3 separate regions of the Sus scrofa genome follow, and regions 1 and 2 are each linked to region 3. The links are chromatin contacts, called in public Hi-C maps. All regions are on one chromosome and are shown on one strand. The core of a region is the stretch at or near the end of the contact, and the rest is flanking DNA. Distances in the headings are between cores, read along the strand shown. Region 1 holds the start of OTOP2 (otopetrin-2). Region 2 holds the start of JPT1 (Jupiter microtubule associated homolog 1). Region 3 holds the start of KCTD2 (BTB/POZ domain-containing protein KCTD2).

Region 1 (3,230 bases), core at 204-2,703, 92 kb before region 3:
CCTCACTCTGAAGCCCCTCCCACAGTCATGGACCCCCAAGTCCCAGCCCCTCTCCTCCTAGCCCTACATCCAGGTCACAAATGCCACAGGCCTCGGCCTGTTTCCCCCTCACACACTGGCCATCTCCAAGGCTCTGCCTTAGGGTCTGTCATAGGGACAGGGTGGCTCAGAGCAGGAAGGAAAGATGCCCTGGATTTGGGTGGGGGTCTCAGGGGCCCAGAGCAGCCTTGAGGCTCTCTTAGCCCTCCCCCCTCCCTCCCCCGCGGCGCTGGGGCGAGGGCAGGACTACTCACCCTCGGCTCACGATGAGCCGCAGGGACTCCAGATTGCCGTGGTATGCAGCCCAGAGGGTGGGGGTCATGCCATCCTCGTCGGGGGCGTTCAGCTCCTTCCTGGTGGCCTCCTTGAGGAGTTCCAGGTAGCCATCCCGAGCCGCCCGGTGGTACTGGTCATTCATGGCTCCTGACTTGGACGGGACTGGACGGACCGCCGGGGACCGGGGAAATGCCCCCCGCGGGGGAGGGCGGTGGGGTTAGAGCTGAGGCATGGGGTTAGGGGAGGGGGCCGGGCAGGGGCCAGGGCCGCCAGCCCCCGCCTCCTCAGACAGAAATGCGGAGCGCCAGAGCCGCCGCTACTGCTACTCGGACATCTGAGCCGCTCACCCGGCGGCAGGGAAGGTGGGGGAGGATCTCCCGCTGCCCAGAGGGCCGCCCCGGACCGCCCCTGGGTCCTAAACACCCTGCTCCCGAGCGCGCCGCAGTGACCTGCTCCCAAGCGCACAGGGCCCTGCCTCTCTCCAAAAGTGCCCACTCGAGCGTCCCGCCACGTAAAGCCGGGTCTGGGGACAGTCCCCACGCTGTCCTCACTAGTCCCCGTGCTGCAGCCCCCAATGTCTCCATCCGTCAAGGGAACGAGCCAAGGGCTGGGAGGGGTGTCTGAGGACAGCCCTGACCCCCAGGACAGTGGGCCTAAGAGGGTTATGAGAACCGACCGCCAGACGGTCAGCGATCTGGATTCGGTCGGCTCGTTCGCGGGAGATGGGCCGGCCGCGTTCCAGCAGGGGGCGCTAGAGGACTGGGCGAGAACTTCGAATCCAAGTCCCACTTCGTAGCATCCAGCGGAACTGGGACGGGGGAAGGGACAGAGGAAGAGAGAACTTCGACCACCGCGAAGGTGTCGGGGAAAGGGACCACGGGGTCTTGATCTTGGGGCAGCAACGGAGGACCACAAAGGTATAGGGCCACCATGGCTGGGAGGGCGTCTGGCTGCCTTCGGGCCCTTGGGGCGTCTCTTGAGCATCACCTCTCAGGACTCTGGGTGTCGAGATCTCGGGGCGCCAGGGCGCGGTGGGCGCGGGGGGTGGGGTGCCCTCTGGGTGCCGCAGTGCAGGGCCGCGCCCGAGCCTGGATGCGCCGAGGTGACAGGGCCGCGGGGGAGGGGGCGCCTCTTAATGGGTAAATATAAATCTCACCTTATCTGGCTCCCGTGCTCTCTTCCCTAAATTCAGCTCGGAAAAAAGATGGATCATGTGAGCGGGACTGAGAGGTTTATGGAGCTGAGCTCCCGCGGCTGTAAATCACCCTGCCCTCCCCTGTATAAAGCGTCCATCCAGCACGGCGTGAGAGAGAGGACAAGCTCCCCGCCCCCTGACCCCAAGCTCAGCGCGGGCTCTCGGCCCAGTCAGGTAGGTGTCCTGGGCTATACGGTCCACGGATTTGGGGAATGGGCCATTGGATGGGGTCCGACGGGGCTGCAGCCCCGTTTCCTTTTCTGCCCTCGATCAAGAGAACTGCACGACTGGCTTTTCTCTTCCCCATCTCCAGCGCTTCCTCCTCCACCCGCAGCCCCCACCCTCCCAGGGAAGCTCCCCGGTTCACAAATCTAGGGATAAGATGGAGGAAGGAGAGCCCTCGGGGCTGACCTGGGGTCCTGTCCATTCTCCCCCACAGTGACCCCTGCAAACTCCTCCAGTCGCTTTTTGCCATGTCCGAGGAGCTGCCCACCGGCCCCAAGGAGAGCCCGCCGGCGCCGCGGGCAGGCCCCCGCGAGGTGTGGAAGAAGGGCGGCCGCTTGCTGTCCGTGCTGCTGTCCGTGAACGTGCTGCTTCTCGCCTGCACGCTCATCAGCGGCGGCGCCTTCAACAAGGTGGCCGTGTATGACACCGACGTGTTCGCGCTGCTCACCGCCATGATGCTGCTGGCGGGGCTCTGGATCCTCTTCTACCTCCTTCGCACCGTGCGCAGCCCTGACTCTGTCCCCTATCGGGACTCACACGCAGGTCCCATCTGGCTCCGAGGTGCCTGGGGAGGTGGAGATGGAAGTGGGGTGGGCCAGGCGCAGAGCTGGAGGCAGAGGCTCTCGGAGGAATTGCTGGGTGCCCTAGGTAGACCGATGAGAAGTGCCCTCCCGGGAGGACCAGATGTGTCTGAGGATGAGGTGGGCTGTGCTGAAGGAGAAAAGAAAGGGAAAGAGTCTGGAAGGGGGCTGAGGGATGGAGAGGAATTTCTCTGCCCCATCTAAAGATTGAAAGAAGGTGGTCATGGAGAGACTTTGATGGAGAGCAGAAAACAGATGTTAGCTGCAATCGAAAGAGCCTACGGAAGGCCCTTCCCCTTATCTATGCAGCCCTAAAGAGATAGGGGCTCAAAAGGACATCCGTCCATCCACCCACTCAGTCATGTGCTCATCCTTCCATTCCCCCATTCAGCATCCCGCTGTCCATCCGTCCACCCCCCAACCATCCAACTACCTAGCCAGCCATGCGCAAATCTGTAAGCCCTCTCTCCTGCCTCTCTGATCCGCACCCTCCCACCCCTCATTCCTAGGTGGGCTGGTGCTGTTTGGGATCTGCACTCTGGTCATGGATGTCTTCAAGACCGGCTACTACTCCAGTTTCTTTGAGTGCCAGTCAGCCATCAAGATCCTGCACCCTCTCACCCAGGCTGTGTTTGTCATTGTCCAGGTGGGTGGGAAGAGTGTCCTGGAGTGGAAGGGAGCCAACTCCTGGCCTGGGGGCAGGAGACCTGAGCTCCACTCCTCTTCAGCGCTGAGCAGTCCGTGAAGGTGGGGATAGGCCCACAGTGCAGAGCCTTTGAGTCCATAAACCTGGAAGCACTTGGCACTGGAAGTAATAGCCAAGTATGAGCGCTTACATGTGGGCCCTGCGATTTCATTTCAACTTCAGCAGTTCCAGTAGTTAACTCCTGGGAACTATTGGTTGTGGCAGCTTC
Region 2 (3,260 bases), core at 529-3,028, 100 kb after region 3:
GTATGAGAATTCATTCGACCTGGTTAAATTCTTTGTGAAACACTAAACTGTACACAATCCCAAAGGATTAAAAAAACTCAAGGTTTTTTTTAATATAATGTGTAAATTTTCACATTCCAATCGCTAGTCTGACCAGCATAGAGTTGACCTCTTGGCACAAAATGAAAAAAAAAACCCAAGATTCAATGTGTTCCAGTGTCCTCAAAAAAAAAAAAAAAAAAATGATCTCATTGGAAGGATGACAACAGAAGAGGGAGTGACCAGTATTTTCGTAGGTCTATCCTGCTCAAGTTCCCCTTCCTCCCAGTAACCCACTAATTGAGTTTTTTAAATCTGTCCCATTCTTTTCTGCATTTTGAAAGGAATGAGTTGAAAAGGGATGTCATTTCTAACTCTCCTTCCTAAGACTCACTGCAGAGCCTGCTTTTTGTCCCCAAGCTGTCCAACTCCTGGGAGACACTGCTATTTCACGGCTGTCTTCTTAGCCCCACAAAATGGCTCCCTTTGTGCCACCTGCCCAGGACCCCAAAGCTGGCCACACATGACTGCGAGTCATGATCAATAAAGAGATGCTCAGAAAAAGTGGAATCTAAGCTTCCTCCATGCCTTGAGCAGGATCCCAGAGATGCCTTTATCCCACCTTAAAAAACAGCGTGCATGCAATTAGCCAAGACAATGTGGACATTCCCCACCGCATCCAAACCCTTCCGCCAAGTTAGGCAAGGGCTTGGAAAAGGGTCCCAGTTCAAACACCGTGCCCAGGGCCCTCTTCGACAAATGCAGTGGCAAGAGTGACCAGAAAGGCCCCGGATACGCAGGTGGAGATAGTACGGAAGAGACAATGGATGTCTCCGGCCCCGCCCAAGAACAGAAAACCTCTTCCTGCAAGCAAACCAGGGCCAGAGATGAACTCATTTGGCAAACGTCAAACGGGGAAGGCAAAGAGGTGGGATGCAAAGACCGAGGTCCGAAGGTTTGAGCGCAGAAAACCCACTCGGAGCGACTCGCTCCCCCTCCCGTTCAGAGGTGGGCGCGCGAGGGGAAGGAGCAGGGGTCTTTTCTTTGTTAGCAAAGGAGAGGCACTTCGCGGAGGGCTGACGGCTGGGTCCTGAATAGGGGTGGCGGTCGCGATGACCGGCCCCGCCCGAACACAAATGCTACATGCCATGCGGACCCGAGTGGGTAGGAGCTCGACAGACCCGATCACTGCGGCTGCGGATCTGACCATCACGCCGGGCGCAGGGCCGCCACCTGCCCTGGGCCAGAGTCACGAGCGCGTGGCCAGGAATGGGACAATGGGCACGGATCGAGGTGCCCCGCGAGCTACCCAGGCACCCGGAGCCCAAGACCACCTCCCCGGGGCCAGGCAGGCCACGCCGCAAAGAGGAAAAAGCGAACCCTCTCGGCACGTTCGTATTGGCAAAAAAAACCTCCGCGCCCTGAGCGCGAGCGGCCCCAGCCCTTCACAGCCCCTCGCTCCGGGGGAGGAATGAATGGGAGAGGAGCAGGAATCGGGCGGGGCCGGCGCGCTGGACTCGCCGGAGGCACAAAGGCGACGCCGGTAGCCGAGCCCCACCGCCGAGCTGGGAAGGAGCGCAACGCCTGGAGCACGTTACAGCCAACGACCGGCCGCCAGACCCGCCCGGCCCCCTTGGGCAGCGGCCCTCCAGCCCAATGAGCCCCGCCGCCTCACCGGGAGCTATTCCTGCTGTTGGGGTCGACGCCCTTGAAGGTGGTGGTGGTGGTCATGGCGCCAAGGAGCGAGGTAGCGAGCGAGAGAGCAGAACGCCGAAAGGGTCAGGTCTGAGGAGCGTAGGGTAGCTCCCCAGCCCAAAGCCGGCAACCGCTGCAGGAACCTCCGCCACCGACAGCCCGCTGGGTCGCCGCCTTTATAGGGCCTCCAAGCCCCGCCCCTGCCCCGACATCATTGGCCGATTCAAATGGACCTGTAAGCTTCCATTGGTCCCTGGGAGTGCCAAACACCCTGCGGCGTCCCGACAGGCCGAGGCTGCTCCTGCTCAGCCTAAACCCGCCTCCTTCCTGGCCAGAGAAGAGCTAGGGACGTTTCCCCTCCCCCACCCCCAAATCTCGGTGATGATTGGATAAAGGACAAACCTGCCCCGCGCACGGTACAAGTTGTGCTCCCTGTCACTTAAAAAAGTTACCTGATAAAGCGAAAAGCTCGCTGTGTGCGAGTTGAAATCCGCAAGCCGAGGGCAAATTTATCTTTCATTTATTTGCCTTTCTCAAGGTGGGTAGCAAGGTCATGCTCCCCAAGGGATGAAAATTACTGCTACACATTGACATGTATACAACTGAATACCTACTAAGTGTCCTGTTTGGAAACCTGACAGTCCCAAAGCAGCAGCACTATGAGTCAGCAACAGAAAGCACGCGAAGATGATCCCTTCTAAAACGATTGGAAATTCTTTACATTTTACTGTTACTCTTTAGCTGTAATGGGTGGTGCATACACTAGACCAAAATTACAGTCGTTCCGATCTGAGGACCTGTGCTTAATAAGTCTGGTTAACGCCCGGCTTTGGGGAATGGCCACATCCCTTACTGCTAAGACTATGGAAGCACCCCAGGCCTCTGCAGCTGTTTATAACCCTTAAGTCATGACTCTTCCACCTGTCTGGCTAAATCTATCCCTGCAACAAATGCAGACACACTTGGAGGGTTCAGGAATGACTGTTTACAAGATCATAATAGGAAAGTCTTGGGCAAACAAGGGGGTAGGCCTTCCCCGTCATGCCGATTACTCAAGGCAGATCTCTATTTCAGTATTTCCATAAGTGAACTACATTCCTTTTTGTGTGGCCGCCTCCTAGACGTTCATGAAAAGCCAAAGACAAGTTCTTCTCTTCTATAAGGCAGGATCATGTCTTTAAGGGCTTACCACAAAAGCTTGAAGCACACACTTGTTTGGATTAAAGTCTCCCCCTTGTTAAAGGCTAAGCCTAAATTTCCAAAACCTTAAAACAAACAAACAAAACAAACCTCTTCAGGCCAACCCAGCATGCATCCCCGGCTCAAAAATCATATCATTATTGGGAGTTCCTCTTGTGGCTCAGCAGGTTAAGAACCCGACTAGCATCCACGAGGAAGAGAGTTCAATCCCTGGCCTCACTCAGTAATTTAAGGATCCAGTGTTGCCGTGAGCTTCGGCTTAGGTGGCAGATATGGCTTAGATCCCTCATTGTCATGACTGTGGTACAGGCCAGCAGCTGAAGCTCTGATTCGACCCCTAGCCTGAG
Region 3 (3,337 bases), core at 237-2,736:
GGTGTTAAAAAGTTACCAAATGTAATTTGCACATCAATTTCCTCTACAATCTTTTTCTTTCTTTTTTTTAGGGCCGCACTTGTGGCACATGGAAGTTCCTGGGCTAGGGGGTCAAAGCTGCAGCCAGCCACAGCCACAGCAAAGCTGGATCCAAGCCACCATGTGCGACTTAGGCCACAGCTTGTGGCAATACCAGTCCGTAACCTACTGAAGAATGCCAGGGATTGAACCCGCATTCTCACGGAGAGGGCAGGCTATTAACCTGCTGAGGCACAAAGGGAACTCCGGCTCTACAATCTTATACAAACTTAAGGGGCTCTCTACCCGCTATTCATGTCTTATCATCCCCTGCAGCATTAGCACATACCCTGAGTATACTAGCAATACCCTTAAAAGAGGTATACAATACACGTGTGAATATGAGAGAAGATGGAAATGCATCACTGCCATTTCTTTTTTAAACAAAGACAGAATATGAGAAAATAGACATTAGGAAACAGATTGAAATATCAAAGGTCTTTACAAGCTATAGAGGGAGTCGCAAAGGAGATGGAAGAAATCTTCCCCAGGATCTTAAAAAAAAAAAAAAACCATTCGTCCAATACCTGCTGCTTCCTTTTGCTCTCAGGATAGCTAATGTTACCCAGAGGGGAGGGGAGGGACAGCTGACTTTTAAATACGCCAAACAAGTGCCCTCACAGAGACTATTCCAAGCACCAGCAGAAAGTAGGCTTCATAAATAAAGGGACTGTTGTCTTTTATTTACTACGGAATCCCCAGCGCCTAGAACAGATATTGCACACAGGAGGTGCTCAGTGAATATCTGTTGAACGGATAAACGAACCCTGCACTTGAGAGGCTCTGAAAGCTTCACACCCTCGAATGCTGGAACCCTAGTGTCACCCAGCAAGCTAAAACTATCTCCGAGAAACGTTTCCTCACCCTCCAAACCAGACTACTGAAGTCGGTCGCGCTGGGGCGGGCTAGACGAGACAAGGTTAGTAGAGGCGCCTAAGTCAAAGGCAGCAGGTCACAGAATGGTCCCTGCGACCTAGCGCTCGGGGGGAAGGGAGAGAAGGGGAGCGTGGAACAGCTGGGACACTGCCAGAGGGGAAACCGCAGGGCCCGGTGTCCTCGGCAAGGGTGCAACAAGGATCAGGCCCAGGTTTGGAGTCAGCAGGGCAGAAGAACCTGCAAGGGTCGCGACCAAGGGCCCCAAACCCCACTCACCTTCACCGACTCCGGAGGCCCTCAGTCCAAGGCAGCAAGGAACGGAAGTGGATCACCGGAAGGCCTCACCTCAGCCAATCCCAAAGCTAAAGGGACGGGCCTTGTTTCCCAAGACAGCCAATAGAGATGACGGCTACTTCCGGAAATCCCGCCCCCGGAGGCGGCCGCAGCGCCTCCACAGCACGGGTCCCCGGGCGCTGGTTGGGGGCGCTCCAGTCCCTCTCCCCCGGCCCCACCCCCGCCGATGGGCCGGCCCGGCTCTCCCTGCCGAGAGATGGGCCGGCCCGGCGGCGGGCGGGCAGCGGCGGCGGCGGCGGCGGCCCAAGATGGCGGAGCTGCAGCTGGACCCGGCGATGGCCGGGCTGGGAGGGGGTGGCGGGAGCGGGCTGGGAGATGGGGGTGGCCCGGGCCGCGGGCCCCCCAGCCCTCGCCCCGCTGGCTCCACACCCCGCGGACACGGCCGCCCGCCCACCGCCGCCGCGCAGCCACTGGAGCCGGGTCCCGGACCGCCCGAGCGGGCAGGGGGCGGCGGCGCGGCCCGCTGGGTCCGGCTGAACGTGGGCGGCACCTACTTCGTGACCACCAGGCAGACCCTAGGCCGGGAGCCCAAGTCCTTTCTCTGCCGCCTCTGCTGCCAGGAGGACCCGGAGCTGGACTCAGACAAGGTGCGCCCCGCCCTCGGGCGCGCCCCCGGCCTTCGAACCCCTTCGTTCCTCCTAGGCTGGTCCCCAGATTGCTGCGCCACTCTTCTCACTGGCGGGTTCCTCGGGCCGGGACACCCTTCCCACCTCTTTCCCCGTCAAGCTAACGCCAGGGGCTCTTCTCCATCCTCAGGCGCAGGCAGCCTTTCTCTCCTACCCCGCCCTTCGTTCTCAGCGCCTCCTACCCCACACTGTGCCCACTCTCACCCACGAGAATCCACTCCACACCCCTCCTCCGAATTCCTCTTTGCACCTCATCCCAGCCCCTCAGGTGTGCGTGAGTTTTTCCCTGGCTCCTCTTCAGCCCCTCACCGCCTGTGGCAGATGCATCCAGAACTGGGTCAGGATGAGCTAAGGCATCTTTGTAGCTTTCTCAGACTTCCTCTCGGACCCCTGTGCCAAGTTGGGTGAAGCCTGGGTCTGACGATGACAGCTGCAGGAAGTGCTTCTCGTGATATTACACATCTTTTCTGTGATCCTGGTCCCTGAGCTCGTATCTGGTAACTGTCACTGTTTCAGATCCATATTTGAGATCATATACATTCCTTGGAAAGAGGTTACCATTTGCCAGTGCAAATCTAAGCTGACCGGCTAAGACTAGTGAAAATGAAACCCAAAGAGTGCCATTGGGCAAAAGATGCGTGGCTGCTAACCAAAGAGTTGAGAGTGACAAGACACTTAACCCATTTTCAGTTTCAGCCGTTTGAATTTCTTTTTAACTTTATACGTTCATCTTTTAATTTCCAATTTATGGGCATTGACCATTACTTCACTGCCTTATAGCCCAGGTAGCACTCAGGTGTTCCTTTGCAACAAAGCTGGGGTTGGATAAACATTGGTCGATTTCATTTATTCATCTCCTGCTTCTCCAGTAATAAATCTCAGATTGAAGACCGGTCCTGCCCTAACTTTAAAGAGTTTCCAAAATCTTGCTCAGAAAAGAATTATTTTTATCTGCCCCCAGATTTTCCTCGTTGCAGTAGCAGCCAGTTTCTTCTTGTTCCCTTTACTGTAAAGATGAGTAGGATTAAAACTGCTCAGAGCCAAGTCCTGGCAGTGCCAAGCTTCCTCTGGGCACAGAGCTAGGATGTGTGAGTTACAGCTGCCAATGCACACTCCCACTGATGTTGGCCCTGAGCTCAGGAGCAATGCCAACTAAACAGAGGTTTTCTTGGAATTAGGAATGTGACTCGGGGACAATAGAGAAGTCAGTATGTCCATCTCACGCAAAAAATTTTGGTCCTGCAACCATAGCATTTTCTTCTTCTGTTTCTTAGTAACAAACGTTCCAAAGGAAGAATGTTGGTAATTGTTTCTGAGGGAAGATTTTAAAATTTCCAGCTAAAGCCTGGATGATGAATATCACTGTACATCTGTAACACCCTCCCTGGAATGACCTTAAAGTC

Evidence for each region. A called contact is a pair of places that touch in the nucleus more often than the background predicts.
Region 1: a contact with region 3 is called in a Hi-C map of embryonic fibroblasts, with 2.8 times the contacts expected there. The contact joins the promoter of OTOP2 here to the promoter of KCTD2 in region 3. A contact is called at or near these places in 4 of 47 Hi-C or Micro-C datasets (embryonic fibroblasts, epiblast stem cells, heart right ventricle and 1 more).
Region 2: a Hi-C map of omental adipose tissue shows a contact between it and region 3, with 1.6 times the contacts expected there. The contact joins the promoter of JPT1 here to the promoter of KCTD2 in region 3. A contact is called at or near these places in 8 of 47 Hi-C or Micro-C datasets (blood, fetal liver, heart right ventricle and 5 more) and 2 of 2 datasets of contacts at active chromatin or transcription factors (alveolar macrophages and skeletal muscle).

The regions. Positions count from the first base shown.
Region 1 is chr12:6,331,736-6,334,965 of Sscrofa11.1, reverse strand. OTOP2 (otopetrin-2) reads left to right here and starts at 1,453. Exons shown (of 7, transcript XM_003131218.3): 1 at 1,453-1,684; 2 at 1,950-2,296; 3 at 2,826-2,962. The coding sequence starts at 1,984. USH1G (Usher syndrome type-1G protein) reads right to left here and starts at 1,326. Exons shown (of 3, transcript XM_013980768.2): 1 at 294-1,326. The coding sequence starts at 457.
Region 2 is chr12:6,138,031-6,141,290 of Sscrofa11.1, reverse strand. JPT1 (Jupiter microtubule associated homolog 1) reads right to left here and starts at 1,778. Exons shown (of 5, transcript NM_001048069.1): 1 at 1,694-1,778. The coding sequence starts at 1,749.
Region 3 is chr12:6,239,512-6,242,848 of Sscrofa11.1, reverse strand. KCTD2 (BTB/POZ domain-containing protein KCTD2) reads left to right here and starts at 1,486. Exons shown (of 6, transcript XM_021066666.1): 1 at 1,486-1,895. The coding sequence starts at 1,557. It also overlaps a transcript of ATP5H not described here.